Regions from separate parts of the Mus musculus genome. Here all the other regions are linked to region 1. A link is a contact called in public Micro-C and promoter capture Hi-C data. All regions are on one chromosome and are shown on one strand. Each heading gives the region's core, a stretch centred on a gene start, on an enhancer-like site or on the middle of the called end of the contact. The rest is flanking DNA. Distances are from core to core; before and after follow the strand shown. Region 1 holds the start of Vps54 (VPS54 GARP complex subunit). Region 2 overlaps Gm12031 (a long non-coding RNA gene). Region 3 holds the start of Commd1 (COMM domain containing 1).

The links. Promoter capture Hi-C pulls out the DNA fragments that hold promoters and counts their contacts. A called contact is a pair of places that touch in the nucleus more often than the background predicts.
Region 2: a contact with region 1 is called in a Micro-C map of embryonic stem cells, with 4 times the contacts expected there. The contact joins the enhancer-like site here to the promoter of Vps54 in region 1. A contact is called at or near these places in 1 of 484 Hi-C or Micro-C datasets (embryonic stem cells), 1 of 115 datasets of contacts at active chromatin or transcription factors (large pre-B cells) and 2 of 9 other capture datasets (embryonic stem cells and pancreatic islet).
Region 3: a contact with region 1 is called in a promoter capture Hi-C map of liver, with 5 times the contacts expected there. The contact joins the promoter of Commd1 here to the promoter of Vps54 in region 1. A contact is called at or near these places in 6 of 39 promoter capture datasets (the 3T3-L1 cell line, the HPC-7 cell line, hippocampal neurons and 2 more) and 1 of 484 Hi-C or Micro-C datasets (B cells).

The regions. Positions count from the first base shown.
Region 1 is chr11:21,236,958-21,241,329 of GRCm38.p6, forward strand. Vps54 (VPS54 GARP complex subunit) reads left to right here and starts at 2,075. Exons shown (of 23, transcript NM_139061.5): 1 at 2,075-2,414.
Region 2 is chr11:20,163,585-20,168,103 of GRCm38.p6, forward strand. The region is part of intron 3 of Gm12031 (a long non-coding RNA gene); the gene reads right to left. Among named protein-coding and RNA genes, the nearest start is that of Gm12031, 27 kb to the right of the region's middle. Within about 2 kb of position 1,632, at least 40 of the 459 cell types and tissues checked have an H3K27ac peak or open chromatin away from gene starts, as enhancers often do. A contact at or near this core is called in embryonic stem cells, where this site is marked.
Region 3 is chr11:22,980,946-22,985,570 of GRCm38.p6, forward strand. It overlaps Commd1 (COMM domain containing 1), which reads right to left and starts at 1,339. Exons shown (of 3, transcript NM_144514.2): 1 at 1,134-1,339. The coding sequence starts at 1,310.

The DNA.
Region 1 (4,372 bases), core at 825-3,324:
CTGCCTCAACAACCCCCTCCAAAAGGATTAAAAATCTTTTTTATAATTAGAAAACTTGTTAGTTTTTTCTAACTTGACATAAGCAAGAGTCATCTGGGAAGAAGGACGCCTGACTGAGGGATTGCCTTCACCTTGTGGCCTAAAGGCAAGTCTGTGAGACATTTCCTCCCTTAATGACTGATGTGCGAGAGCTGGGCTAACTATGGTGGTGCAAATGGTCCTGAGTGGGATAAAAAAGCAAGCAGAGCAAGCTCTGGGATAGAAGCCAGGCAGCAATAGTGTTCTCAGGTCTCTGTTTCCGGTTGACTCTTTGCTCTGACTTCCCTCAGTGACACTATGACCTCGGAGTTGAGAGAAGAAATAAACCCTTTTCTCTTCAAGTTGTTTTTGGTCTTGGTGTTTTACCACAGCAATGGAGAAGCAAACTAGAACATGTATTTATTATTTGTTGGATGTATTCTTACCCTCTTTATTGTAGAGTTTTTTTTTTTTTTTTCCTCTTTTCTTTTTGAGATAGTCTCACATTACCCAGGCAGGCCTTGAGTGTCCCATGTGGACTCTGAGGGTGGCTTTGAACTCCTGATCCTCAAGTCTCTACTCCAAAATGCTGGGATTACAGGACTGCTCCATTGTGCCTGGCTCCATTGTAAAGAGTTGAATTCAGAAAAATATAGCGCAGGACTTTTCTTTTGGCTAATCTTTTGTGTTTTCCTTTCTCTGTGTCCTTTCTGTCCTTCAACCATACCTTTTTTTTTTTTTCTTGTTTTTTTTTTTTTTTTTTTTTTTTAGACAGGGCTTCTCTGTGTAGCCCTGGCTGCCCTGGAACTCTGTAGACCAGGCTGGCCAGGCTGGCCTCAAAACTCAGAAATCTGCCTGCCTCTGCCTCCCAAGTGCTAGGATTAAAGGCATGCGCCACCACTGCCTGACCAACCATACCTTTTTGGTGAGTAAATTAACAAAAGCTGTTAGCAATTTTCAATGACTTACTAAGACCAAGACTTGCATCAGTTTCTTTTTCCAGTTAACTACTGAGTTACATTTTCACTTTTGCTTTGTAAAACAGACTTTTGAAATGCATGAAACTTATTTGTAGGCTAAACAGTTCCAAAATGGAATAAAATCTTCATAAAGTTAAGAAAGACCCTCAAGTAATTAAGACTTTTTTTCTTATTTTTCCAGACCTTGGTGGCTCTGAGTCTCAAGACTCCTGAATCAACCAAAGGTGATTGGAGACTTATAAACATATTGTAGTCTAAGACACCCTATCTTGCAGATGGTAATTTTACTAGTAAGATCACAATTCTCTCTGAACTCAGCCTAATTGGAAATGCTGTTAGGAATCACAAATAGATTTTAATAATAAGCACACACACCCAAGTTTTTCAGATTTTTAAAGGGCAGGGACAACTGACTTATGCGCCTGAGAAATGTGACAGGTGATTGGAAGCCAGGAACTGGGGGGACAGGGTAGCCTCAAAAGGCCTTAAGTGCTGGAGGCCAGTGGGGTATCTGGAGTTGACCTTTCACCTTTGAAAGGCATTAATTTTGGAGACGGAGCCATGTTTGTTTACTATGAGGGGCTGAGGGAGTCAGGGCAGGCGGAAGCTAGGGCTTTAGTGGGTGTAAGCGGCCGGGAGTCAGTTGGTCTGGGGGGCGAGGGGTCCGCTCCCGCCCGCTCGCCAGGGAAGGCGGAAGGCAACGCTCGGCTTCTTTGGACAACCTGGGCGGGGGGGGGGAACCGTGCGAGCTGGAGCGCAGATCCGAGACGACTCCTGCCTTTACGAGGACGACAGGGGGAGGCACGGGGCAGCCACGCGGGGTCGTCCCCGCTCTGGGGTCGCTAGCTCTGCGGCGGCCGCGCCAGGCCCTGTCGGAGCTGCGCGGCGACTCCCGGTCTGGCCGCGGCCCTCCCGCCCCGGCGACGCCGCGGTGGATTGTGGGCTGGGGGCTGCGGCGGCCTGGCGGCGGCGGCGGCCTGCTGCACGCTCTCCGCGGACCCAGCCGCGCCGGGCCGGTGGCGTGAGGCGGGCGGCGGCGTGGGGAGCTGAGGCGCCGGGGGCGGTGGTCGCGGCGCGGCGGCGGCTCCCCTGGAGGCCGGGGATGTGGGAGAGGCGGCGGCAGCAGCGGCGGAGGCGGCGCTGCGGACCCGGGGGAGACTGCTGGCTGACAGGACACCCGGGCGAGACGTGAGGGGCCCGCCGCGGCCGCTCTGCCCCCGAGCGGCGCTGGGCTCGAGAGGGCGGCCCTGTGCTCCCGGGCCCGCCGGCCAGCAGGCGCGGGGCGGAGGCGGGAACCGGGCTCGGACCCGGCGCGCAGGGCGGCGGCGGCCGCGGAGCAGCAGTCTCGGCGCGACGTGGAGGGATGGAGGCGGCGGTGCACTAGGCCTCGTCTGGGGCTGCCGCCCGGGACCGCAGGTAGGTGCCGGGCCCGCGCTTCGCGGCCACCCTCCCCCGACCCGGTGACCGGCGGGGCGGCGGGACCCCACCCCCTCCGTCTCCTCGGGGCTTGGAGCTGACAGAGTTTCGGAGCCGGTGACCGAGCCGAAGCTTCATCCTCCCCGCCACCACCACTTCCTTCTCGGCACTCCCAGGATCCGGGCCGGCAGCTGTGCCCCAGCCCCGGCCGGCGTCCGCAGGTGCCGCCCCAGTCCCCTCGCCCCTCTCCGGAATCCGGGACCAGCAACTTCCATCAGTCCTTGTAGACGCGGAGCCCAAACTTTCCCTGTCTCCTTTCAGCCAGGCCTGAACCCCTCTTGGAGCCTTCTAGAATAAAAACACCGCCCCCCCACCCCCCCGCCCGAGAATACTAAACCAAAGAAGAACTCGGCATTGTGCAGTTTTGCATTGTAGTTTAAATTATTTTATTTCTTTCAGTTTTGCTAACTGCTGTCTGCAGGGATACAAAGACAGGCCTTCCCTGTTCCCTGTGGGTTGTCTGGGAACTTTTGCCTGACCATTATAATTAGCTACTTGGCCTGTCCGTGTATGGCTTAGGGTGACTTTTTTTTTTTTTTTTTTAAAGAATTTTGGCCTATTAGAGTTACAAAGTGTTTCTTAAAATACCTTTTTAACCAAGTTTGGTTTTTGGTCCTTATAGAGACGTCTTTTACTTTCGAAGAATTAAATTGGGCTACTTCTGTTTTCTAATTGATTTAATTTCGGGTTCTCAAACTCAGGTCAGTCTTAATACATGTTCAGCGGGCAGGGGATATTATGATACGCTGTTTGTGGTATATGGAGAAGAAGGTGATAACTTATGCTGCAGGTCTTGATGGGCATTGAGTTTTATAAATGGGAGCTCTAATTGGAAAACTATTTGACTCCCTAGCAGTTTGGCTGGAACAGATGTAATGATAGGATATGTCTGACTGTATGTAGTACAGTGAGTTGGGTTTCCTAGAAGTGGGTATTGGTGCTCTACACTAATTATCATTAGGTAAAATTGGTCACTTTGTACTTGATAGTTGTAGTTTAGGATGTTAGATGCTAACTTTTGTATTGTCTTTTGGCTAGTTTTAAACTGTGTTCTGGCAACCTTAGAACTGTTACTATAAGTACCAGTCTGTTCACAGTAAAACTGTACACACTATCCGTGTGTTGTTGTTGACACTCATATAATTTGTTCTTGTGGTATTGCTGCTACAGCATTTGGCTTTCTAAAATGTTTTTCATTGTTTTCAAAATTATAACTGGCAAAGTTATCTAGAGTTTACTAGGAACAGAGGATTAAATTTGCATGTATTTGTGTTCTGGAAAAGCTAAATTATATTTCTGAATAAGAATTTTTATTACAATTAGATCTTATATAAACCATGAAAGGACAATTTGCAGAACCTATTCTTAATTAACTATTAACTTTTTTCCCCTACTCTTTTTAAAAACAGCTTTGTGGAGTTAACATACTGTAAAGTTCACCCATTTTAACCCAGTGGTATTTTGGTTTTACCTTGTTAAGTAAGCTCTGCTGAAGTTTTAATCCAATGCCTTGTGACTGTAAGAAAGGGACTCTCCACCAGCGATGACCAGTGCAGTTGGTTGTATTTCCTATGTGATCATCCCCATATATTATTGTGAACACCCTCTTCTCAACCCTTCTCTTCTCCTAATTTTTTGCCTCACCCCTACTGTTCTCCATGAAGCGTTAATCTACTTTTTAAATTTATTTACTTAATGTGAGTCTTTCACATAAATGATGTGAAATTATAGCTTTTTGAAAAATTATTTTAAAGTCAATATACATACATACATATATACATATATATACATACACACACACACACACACACACACACACATATATATATACATATATATATAAAAATTGGGCCAGGGAGTAAGATCCCAATCTCAGAAAAAAAATATTGTAAACAACT
Region 2 (4,519 bases), core at 382-2,881, 1.1 Mb before region 1:
GACTGAACCTCTAAACCTGTAAGCCAGCCCAGATTTAATGTTGTCCTTATAAGAGTTGCCTTGGTTGCTGGGCAGAAGTGGCGCACAACTTTAATCCTAGCACTCGGGAGGCAGAGGCAGGCAGATTTCTGAGTTTGAGGTCAGCCTGGTCAACAGAGTGAGTTCCAGGACAGCCAGGGCTACACAGAGAAACTGTCTCAAAAAACCAAAAACCAAAAACAAAAACTCAAAAAACAAAACAAAACACAAAACAAAAAAAGTTGCCTTGGTCATGATGTCTGTTCACAGCAGTAAAACCCTAACTAAGACAAGGAGATACTTGGAATAAGCATTACAGCGCCATATGAAGACTGCAAACACATATAGGGGACAGAGAAATCAGCATTTGAATAACACAAGGATAATCTTTACATAGCACACAATAACATCGTGCCCATGCCCACTCCACTGAACACTTGTTTGTCATTTAGTCTTGCCACTTTAGATTCCATTCAGGAATTTTGGAGTATTCAAGAATGATGACTCTCAAGGCCCATTTAGATGCTTCAATGGGCAAATTGATTGCCACCCAGGTTTGGTGGCCTAAATATTTGATCCTTGGAACTCAAGATTCCTGAAAGCTGTTCTCTGACCTCTGTGATAGTCACACATCCACACTGTGTCACATGCACACCACACACATACCAACAGAAATAATAAAATAAAAACAAAAAGAAGAGAACTGTAGATGGCTCGGTGATTAGCGTGATGGCGAAAGAAACTTCATTTTGTGCTAGGCAACCATCTTAGTACCTAATAGTCTTTTATCTCTGACTTCAAGTTTCTGGCAACCCTGACTCCTTGATTCCCCACCCCAGAATGTACAGCTATGAGCATCTGCTTGTTATGCAATGACTAACTGCTGATTCTGACTTCTGTAACCCGCTTGTGCAGACATTCAAGGACTATTTTGAGGTTGCCTTGACCATCTAATCTTGGCAGAGCAGAACAGCTCTTTTGGTTTTTGCCTTTAAAAGCTCTTCTCTTCAGAGCTGGAGAGATGGCTCAGAGGATAAGAACACTGACTGCTTTTCCAGAGGTCCTGAGTTCAATTCCCAGCAACCATATGGTGGCTCATAGCTATCTGTAATAGGATCTGATGTCCTCTTCTGGTGTGTCTGAAGACAGCAACAGTGTATATATACATATAAATAAATAAATATTTTTTTTAAAAAAAAGCCCTTCCCTTTATCCACCTCTGGGTGACTGGTCTCTGATTCAGTTTAGAGACTGTGGCCCTGTTAGTAGCTATAATAAATTTAGCTAATGATCTTTAAATTGAGTGTAGGGGTCTTTTCCCAGTGTTCTTGAACTCCATAATGGCTAAGAATGTTTGCTATGAGAAGGCTAAGCTGACTCCATGACAGGTTTCAAATTGCCAGTCTACAAGACTAGGCCTAAAGAAAACTGGGCAAGTCCAGGCAAGTCAGCTAAAAAACAAAAACAAAAAACCAGGCTTCAGTCAAGCTGGTCAGAAACTAGAAAGTGGCCAGCCACCTAGCCAGAAGCAAGGACAATGGATCAGCAGGTTTCCAGACCTACCACAGACTCTAGCCCCCAGGGCCAAGGAATGTCTGTAAAGAAGACTTAAGATAAAGGCCACCTACCCAGCAACTCCTTGCTCTGGTAATGGAATGCTCTCAGAGATAAAGAAAGATAGAGGTCGCCTACCCCGGAATCTTTAGTGTGCTTTAAATCTAGCCTTTAAGCTCCTTTGGTTGTCTATCTTGGTAATGGGGAGATCCCAGCATGCTGGACTCTTGCAGAATAGAACACTCTTTCTGTTTACATACAATTTGAGTCTAGGGTATCATTCTTCAGCGAATCATGGACCCTTACAGCTACTCTTTGTTTGTTTGTCTGGTTGGTTGGTTGATTGGTTGGTTGGGTTTTTCCAAGACAGAGTTTCTGCGTGTAGTCCTAGCTATTCTGGAACTCACTCTGACCTTGAACTCAGAAATCCTCCTGCTTCTGCCTCCCAAATGCTTTGACTAAAAGTCTGTGCCACCACTGCCCAGCATTTTTTTTTTTTTTTCTGGCTGCTCTTACAGAGGATCTAGGCTTGGTCCCAGCATGCATACTTAGTGGCTCACAACTATCTGAAACTCAAGTCCCAAGAGATCTTCTGGCTTTAGTGGATGCCAGCCATGTTCATACATGCAGGCAAAAATACTCATATACTCATGTGCATAAAATAAAAACAAATACTTATGAAAAATGAATAAATAATTAAAAGAAAATGGGCCAAGGGACAGGAGACATGGTTTTGGAGTTTTGAGTATATTGGGTAATATTTACTTATTTTAATTGTTTAAGGCCATTGCTCCACTTGGAGCTACAGGGTCTGACTAAATTATCTAGGCTCTTGTTGAACTCACTCTGTACCTCAGACAGACTTTGAATTTACAATTCTTGTGCCTCAGTTTCCTGACATAGCTTAGAGGCTATGCTGCCAGATCTTGCTCCTATTTTTATTTTTAAGTCCCAAGGAAACCAGGTTAAAGGCTAGCTGTGGTGTCTATTAGCATACCTAAGTACCCATGGCTCCTCCCAGCTCTTACCACTGACCATGTCCTTAAACTTCTCCTTCCCCCAGCTACTGATTACCCAGTAAAGCTTCCATTTTGGCTGAGTGTTTTCTTGGCTCCTCTCTCGGAGTGTGGCAGTGATCTGTCCTCACAGCCTCCCTGTGCTTCGTTTCTGCGCTGTCCCTGTCTGCTTTCAGTAAAGAAGCAAGAGAGATTCTAAAAACGTAAAATAAATTCCTTTTCTCTCCCTAAACAAGACCCTCAAGTAAGGAGGGAAAGCAGAAAGAAGCTGAAGCCGGACGGTGGTGGCGCACGCCTTTAATCCCGGCAATCAGGAGGCAGAGGCAGGCAGATTTCTGAGTTCAAGGCCAGCCTGGTCTACAGAGTGAGTTCCAGGACAGACAGGGCTACACAGAGAAACCCTGTCTCAAAAAACCGAAAAAAAAAAAAAAAGAAAGAGGAAAGAAGCTGAAGCCTTTCTACAGCCGCCTCTTCCCCTCCCCCAACCTGTTCCTTTCCGGCCTGGCTCTCTACTCCATTCACTCTGGCCTCCCTAGATTTCTGGAATAAGCGAACCTGTTCCTGTTTTCTTGGGACTCTGTATCACGTTACTTCTTCTTGGAATGCTTTTCTGCCATACATTTGCCTTTTTTTTTTTTTTTTTTTTTTAAAGATGCTGTCATGTAGCCCCAGCTGGCCTCAAACTTGGTATGTAGGCAGAAAAGACCATGAACTGTTCAATCTCCTGCTACCTCAAGGGTCTGGCCTTACAGATGAGCACCTTCATGTATGGCTAAATAATTCATACTTAAAAACTCTGTCAGTCTCTTTCTCTCTAAAAATTTTTAAAATTATTTACTCTTAAAAAATTTTAGATTCATTTTTTTTCTATTTTGTGTGTGAGTGTTTTGCCTGCATGTACACACGTGCACCTCATGTGCCTGGTGCTCATGGCAGTTAGAAGAACGTAGCAGACAGTAACCATGACGACCCTATTCCTGCTTCGTCTTTACCTCTTTCTAATTTTTTCTTTCTTTCTTTTTTTTTTTTTTGGTTTCTCTAGACAGGGTTTCTCTGTATAGCCCTGGCTGTCCTAGAATCACTTTGTAGACCAGGCTGGCCTTGAACTCAGAAATCCGCTTGCCTCTGCCTCCCAAGTGCTTAATTTTTTTCTTTTTTAATTAAACCAAAATGGGAGAATGTTAGCATTTTGTCTAAACTCTACCCCACAGTTACCTGGCAGCAGTCAGGTAGGCCTGACCCACTGTAAAAGGGGCTGCTTGCCCCCTCCTTGTTCTCTTACCCTCTTACTCTTGTCTCTCTTCCCACTCCCTTTCCCCTTCTCTCCACGTGGTCATGCCTGGCCTCTACTTCTCTACTCTCTCCACCTTTCTCTCCCTCTATTACCCTCTTAACTACCCTCCCCATGCCCTGAATAAACTCCATTCTATACTATACCATTGTGTGGCTGGTCCCTCAGGGGGAAGGGATGCCTTGGCCTATAACTCACCCCACACCTATAGAACATATCTTATTTCCCTTTATCTTTTTATAAACACATCATCAGATGCCTTGGAACCGGAGTTACAGATGGTTGTGAGCCACCATGTTATTGTTGGGAATTGAACCTGGGTTCAATGCAAGAGCAACAAGCACTCTAACGTTGAGCCATCTCTCGGGCCCTATTATTTATTTTTGAGATGGGGGGCTTGCTAGGTTCCCTCAGCTGATCCTAAACTCCTGTGCTCAAGTGATTCTCCTGCCTCCAGCAAAGACAGACACCAGTATGTGTCTCTGTGCTTGGCTTCAAGTCTCAAGTTAGGACTCAATAAAGCCTACCCTTAAGACTGCAACTTTCTGCATGTATTGCTCCTCCTAACCTTTCTCTTTCTCCAGAATGTCCCTACCAGCTTCTAACACACTACCCAATTTCCTTATACAGGAGTGTTTTA
Region 3 (4,625 bases), core at 89-2,588, 1.7 Mb after region 1:
GTTCTGATTCTCCAGCACCCATGAAAAGGCTGGGCATGGTCCCCTATTTCTGTAACCCAAGCTCTGGGAGAGCAAATACAAGCAGATCTCTTGAGTTCTTGGCTGCTCTAGCCAGTCAGTGAGACTGGATTCCAGGTACAGTGAGAGAGAGACTCTGTCTGGAAAGATAGGTAGAGAGTGATAGTGCAAGGTATCCCCCCACACGCCACCCCCCACACAGAGTGAGATAGTGCAAGGTACCCCACCCCATGCCACCCACACACACAGAGGTCACAGCAGGAGATGGTGGTAGCTGCTTGAAATTCTAACACTTGGGAAGTGGAAGGTGGATCAACTACACGTGAGTTCAAGGCTAGTCTGGGCTACAAGAGATCCTATCTCAAACCCCAGGTGGAATGGGGGACTGGAGAGACTGCTTAGAAGAGCCCTAATAATGCTCTTGAGGAAGACCCGGGTTTCCAGCACCCATGTGGTGGCCTATAACCGTTCCAACCACCAGTGCACATGCAGGCACCGCACCCATACACATAAAATAAAAATAAATCTTTTTAGTTAATTTCACCTGTTATGTTGCCCTCTAATAGTTTTCATGAGACAGTCTGATGTATACTTCGTTCCATTTGGAAATCATAGAGTCGACTGCTTTAATGGTGTTTACTCCAGTTAATCAATCCTTTATCTCACCAACCACCTCATGCTAACGCTCCCCAACTTCCACAACCCAGGAAAGCTGGCAAGCACGCTCTCGCTCTCTTTAAACAAGGGTCTCACCACATTGCCCTGACTGCCCTGGAACTCTGTGCAACAGGCTGGCCTCGAACTCACACAACTCTCTGCCAGCCTCTGCCTCTCCAAGTGCACAGATTAAAGGAGTGCACTACAACGCCCGGTGCAACATCAAAGTCCGAGGCGAAAAAAACTCGAAACTTATCTATACTACAGACACAGAAAGTCTTGAGGGAGAGAAAAAAAAATCAATGTTTTCACCGTTATGTGTCCCTAAAACAAGGGCGCAACAGAGCGACCTCCACGGCTCAGGAGGGTCGCTGAGCGCCCAAAGACAGCAGCACCCGAGGCTGGGGGCGGGCCTGAGGCTGCGAGGAGGGCAGGGCTGCTCGGCGGAACCACCGTACCTTGAGAAGTCCTCTCATCTTCGCCAGGAAGGGGCGGAACTCCTCCGGTGGCACTTCCGGATAGAGTTGGCTGTGCAGCAGCTCCTCCGTGACACCCGAGTGTCCGTGAAAGGCGTTCTGCGCTAGGCCGCTCAGCAGCCCGCTCAGGGACTTGCCACCCTCCAGATCGCCCGCCATGGCTAAGGAGGGCCTGCCGCCCAGCGGCTGAGCTCCGGTCCGCTACGGGGGCCGAGAAGGGCCATAAAAGCTGGCAAAGGCAGCCACGGAACGCGATGCCGGGTTCCTCCACTAGTCGATATAAACAGTTCTCTCGTTTGCTCTGCCACACACATCCACTACTTCCACCACAGCCAAATCCACTCAGTTTCCTTTAGAGTCACTGTGTTTTTGTTGTTTCCTTCTTCACTCCGATGTGCAAATGCGCACTCAAAGGAACGATCGCTGGCTGGAGATACCTAACTGTAACTCCGTAAGAATGCCACCTTAATTCTTCGATGGCTGTATCTCATTCTACAGCTTGCAATTAAATGAGCAGTGCCTACTACTCAGTTCTAAGCTCTATAATCTTTTCCCCACGCCCCCCAAATGTAGCTACTTCATGAGGACATGATCTCTTTGCTTGCATTAATTCCTTTGTGTATACCCGTACGTTGTCTTTCTAGCCATTATCAGTAGTCTGGTCTCCATTTCTATAACCACTATTTTTCAAAGCCTTATTTTCATTCTTAAAGTGGAATCGCATTAGTAAATACTTATCTACATAATTACCCAAAAAAAAACCCTTACTTATATTCAGCTATAATAAGCGTGTAGCATGATACTATAATATAGGTGAACCTTTAAAATGTGCTAAATGAGGGCTGGACAGATTCAATGGTTAAGAATGTATACTATTCCTGTAGCGGACCAAAGTTCAGTTTCCAGCACTCGCTTTAGGCGACTTACAACCTCCTGTAACTCCAACCTCAGAAATTGAAAGCTTCCACCAGCAATGTACTCATGTGCACAGACAGGCCTACATAATTAAAAAGAAAAAAAGAAAAAAAATGCGTGAAACGAATGAAGCCAGACATGAAAGACAACTGGACAATCTTATTTACTGCTAAATTAAGCAAATCCATACAAAAATCCAGTTGTCAAGGACTGAAGGAGGGAAGAATAGGAAATGACATAATGGGTACAAAGTCTGTTTTCAGATGATGAAAATGCCTATGAGCAGCCACTGGTGATAACTACACGGCTTTGTCCTTTACCAAAGCACAGTGAATTGTATACACTAAAAGACAGTTTTGCAATATGTAAATTAGCTCCCAATTGGAAAAATTAGTATAAGCTAATTGTAATTTAAAATAAAAACCCGGGCATAGTGGCACACACCTTTAATCCCTGCACTCAGGAGGCAGAGGCAGGCAGTTTTCTGAGTTCGAGGCCAGCCTGGTCTACAAGGTGAGTTCCAGGACAGCCAGGGCTATACAGAGAAACCCTGTCTCAAAAAGACCAAAATAAATAAATAAAAATAGCATACTGGGTTTTAATCCCTGAACTTGGGAGGCAGAGGCATTCTCTGAGTGTGAGGCCAGCCTGGATTACACAGAGAAACCTTGTCTTGAAAAACCAAAAAAAAAAAAAAAAAAAATTAAAATAAAGGAAAATGGTATAATAGACTATGAACTGCAGTGTGTTTAAGCACAGCTATGTCACTGGTGAGGAGGCATGCAAGGCAGCCAAATGCCTCCATCTTTTTTTAAGGAGATGTGTTTGGAACTGTGGCTCCATAAAAGATGTGGATTTGAGGTTTGGGGAGAGGTTGTTCTGTATAGCTAGCTGCATCAGCAAGTCAGGCTCTGTCTCTGGAGTCCTGTTTATGCCCTCCAAACATCACGTGTCCTCCATGTGTCTCACCTAGAGCACAGCTCTTGCCTCAGCACACACACCCAATCAGCTCACAAACTATAGTACACCACTAAAAGTTTTTTGGTACCTTTCTCTCTATGGCATTCCGACAAATGTAGCTCAACTATATAATATAAGGCAGACCAATGTATGTGTATTGTTAGTAAATAATCTTTTATCGTGTGTCTTTTCATGTGTTTGTTTATGTAAAACATCCCCTCTCCTGTGTCTGCTTCAGCTAAACATTCCTTCACATGTTTGTTCCAGCAAAGCACCACCCAGCTGACTTTCCAAAGAACCCTTAAGTTTTTACTTTAGTTGTGTTTTGAGAGGATTAGACACAAGGCTATGTGTGTTCTAGGCAGGTGTTCTACCACTAAGCAACATCTCCAGCTCCAGTGAATTTGCTTTAATTTTTAAATATCCATATGAAAGACCAGAGATTCATTTCATATATAACTCATACTGTGTTGAGGACTTGAGTACACAAACAGTGGCTATTTTTAAAAATTGTTTTAATTAGGTCTAAAATGTCGATATAAACCTTATTGATCGGGGCTAACAAGATGGCTCAGCAGGTAAGAGCACTGACTGCCCTTCCAAAGGTCCTGAGTTCAAATCCCAGCAACCACATGGTGGCTCACAACCACCGGTAATGAGATCTGACGCCCTCTTCTGGTGCGTCTGAAGTCAGCTACAGTGTACTTATGTATAATAATAAATAAATCTTGAAAAAAACCTTATTAATCCAGGTATGGTGGCACATGTCTTTATCCCATCCTTCAGGAGGTAGAAATAGGCAGTTGTAAATTTGAAGACAGGCTGGGCTACATAGGGAGCTCCAGGCCAGGCAGAGGTTTATTATATACTGGCCTCTTTGCACTCCTAGGCACATGAGATTCTGTCTCAAAAAACAAAACAAGCAAGCAAACGAACAAAAAAACCTAAAAATCTACGTATGTGTATGTGGAGGGGGAGTGGGTGTCTCTAAAAACACCTTAGCCAGCAAAGCATCAATCGCTTGAGGCAAGAAGGAAACCCCACTGACTACACCTCGGGAACTGGTGTTGGTTTAAACTTCAGGAGTCTGACACAGGGCAGTTTACTTCAGACATATTTAACCAGAGCACAATTTTGGAAAAGAGTTTTCTGATAATAATTAAGTCACTCCTCTGTGTACAGTGAAACTTAAGATATGCTTACATTGAAAGTCTTTTCAAAGTACATGTGACCTCTTCCATAAAGATAGGTTCTGCTGACAGAGAAACAGCACTCATGAAAAGGGTCTAGGGAGAATGACTAAGATAAACATAAAAGTCTGGGCGAGCCAGATGTGCCCTGGCCATACAGACAGCGCAGAGGTCACCAAGGCTACTAGCCACCCCAGCCTTCTGAACAGAAAACATGGTATATCTCTTTCTTTGAAGAAACAAACCTTTGTGTTTAACACTCCTGGTTTCCCTGGTGCTTATCTGTGAGCACAAGAACCTCTTTGCCCCCAACACAATTGATTGGGAGGTAGAGTTTTATACCCCAAACTTCAAAATGCTAGCTGTGTCTGACTAAGCCAGCTCAGTCAGTCAATGGGGCCTCCAGGGA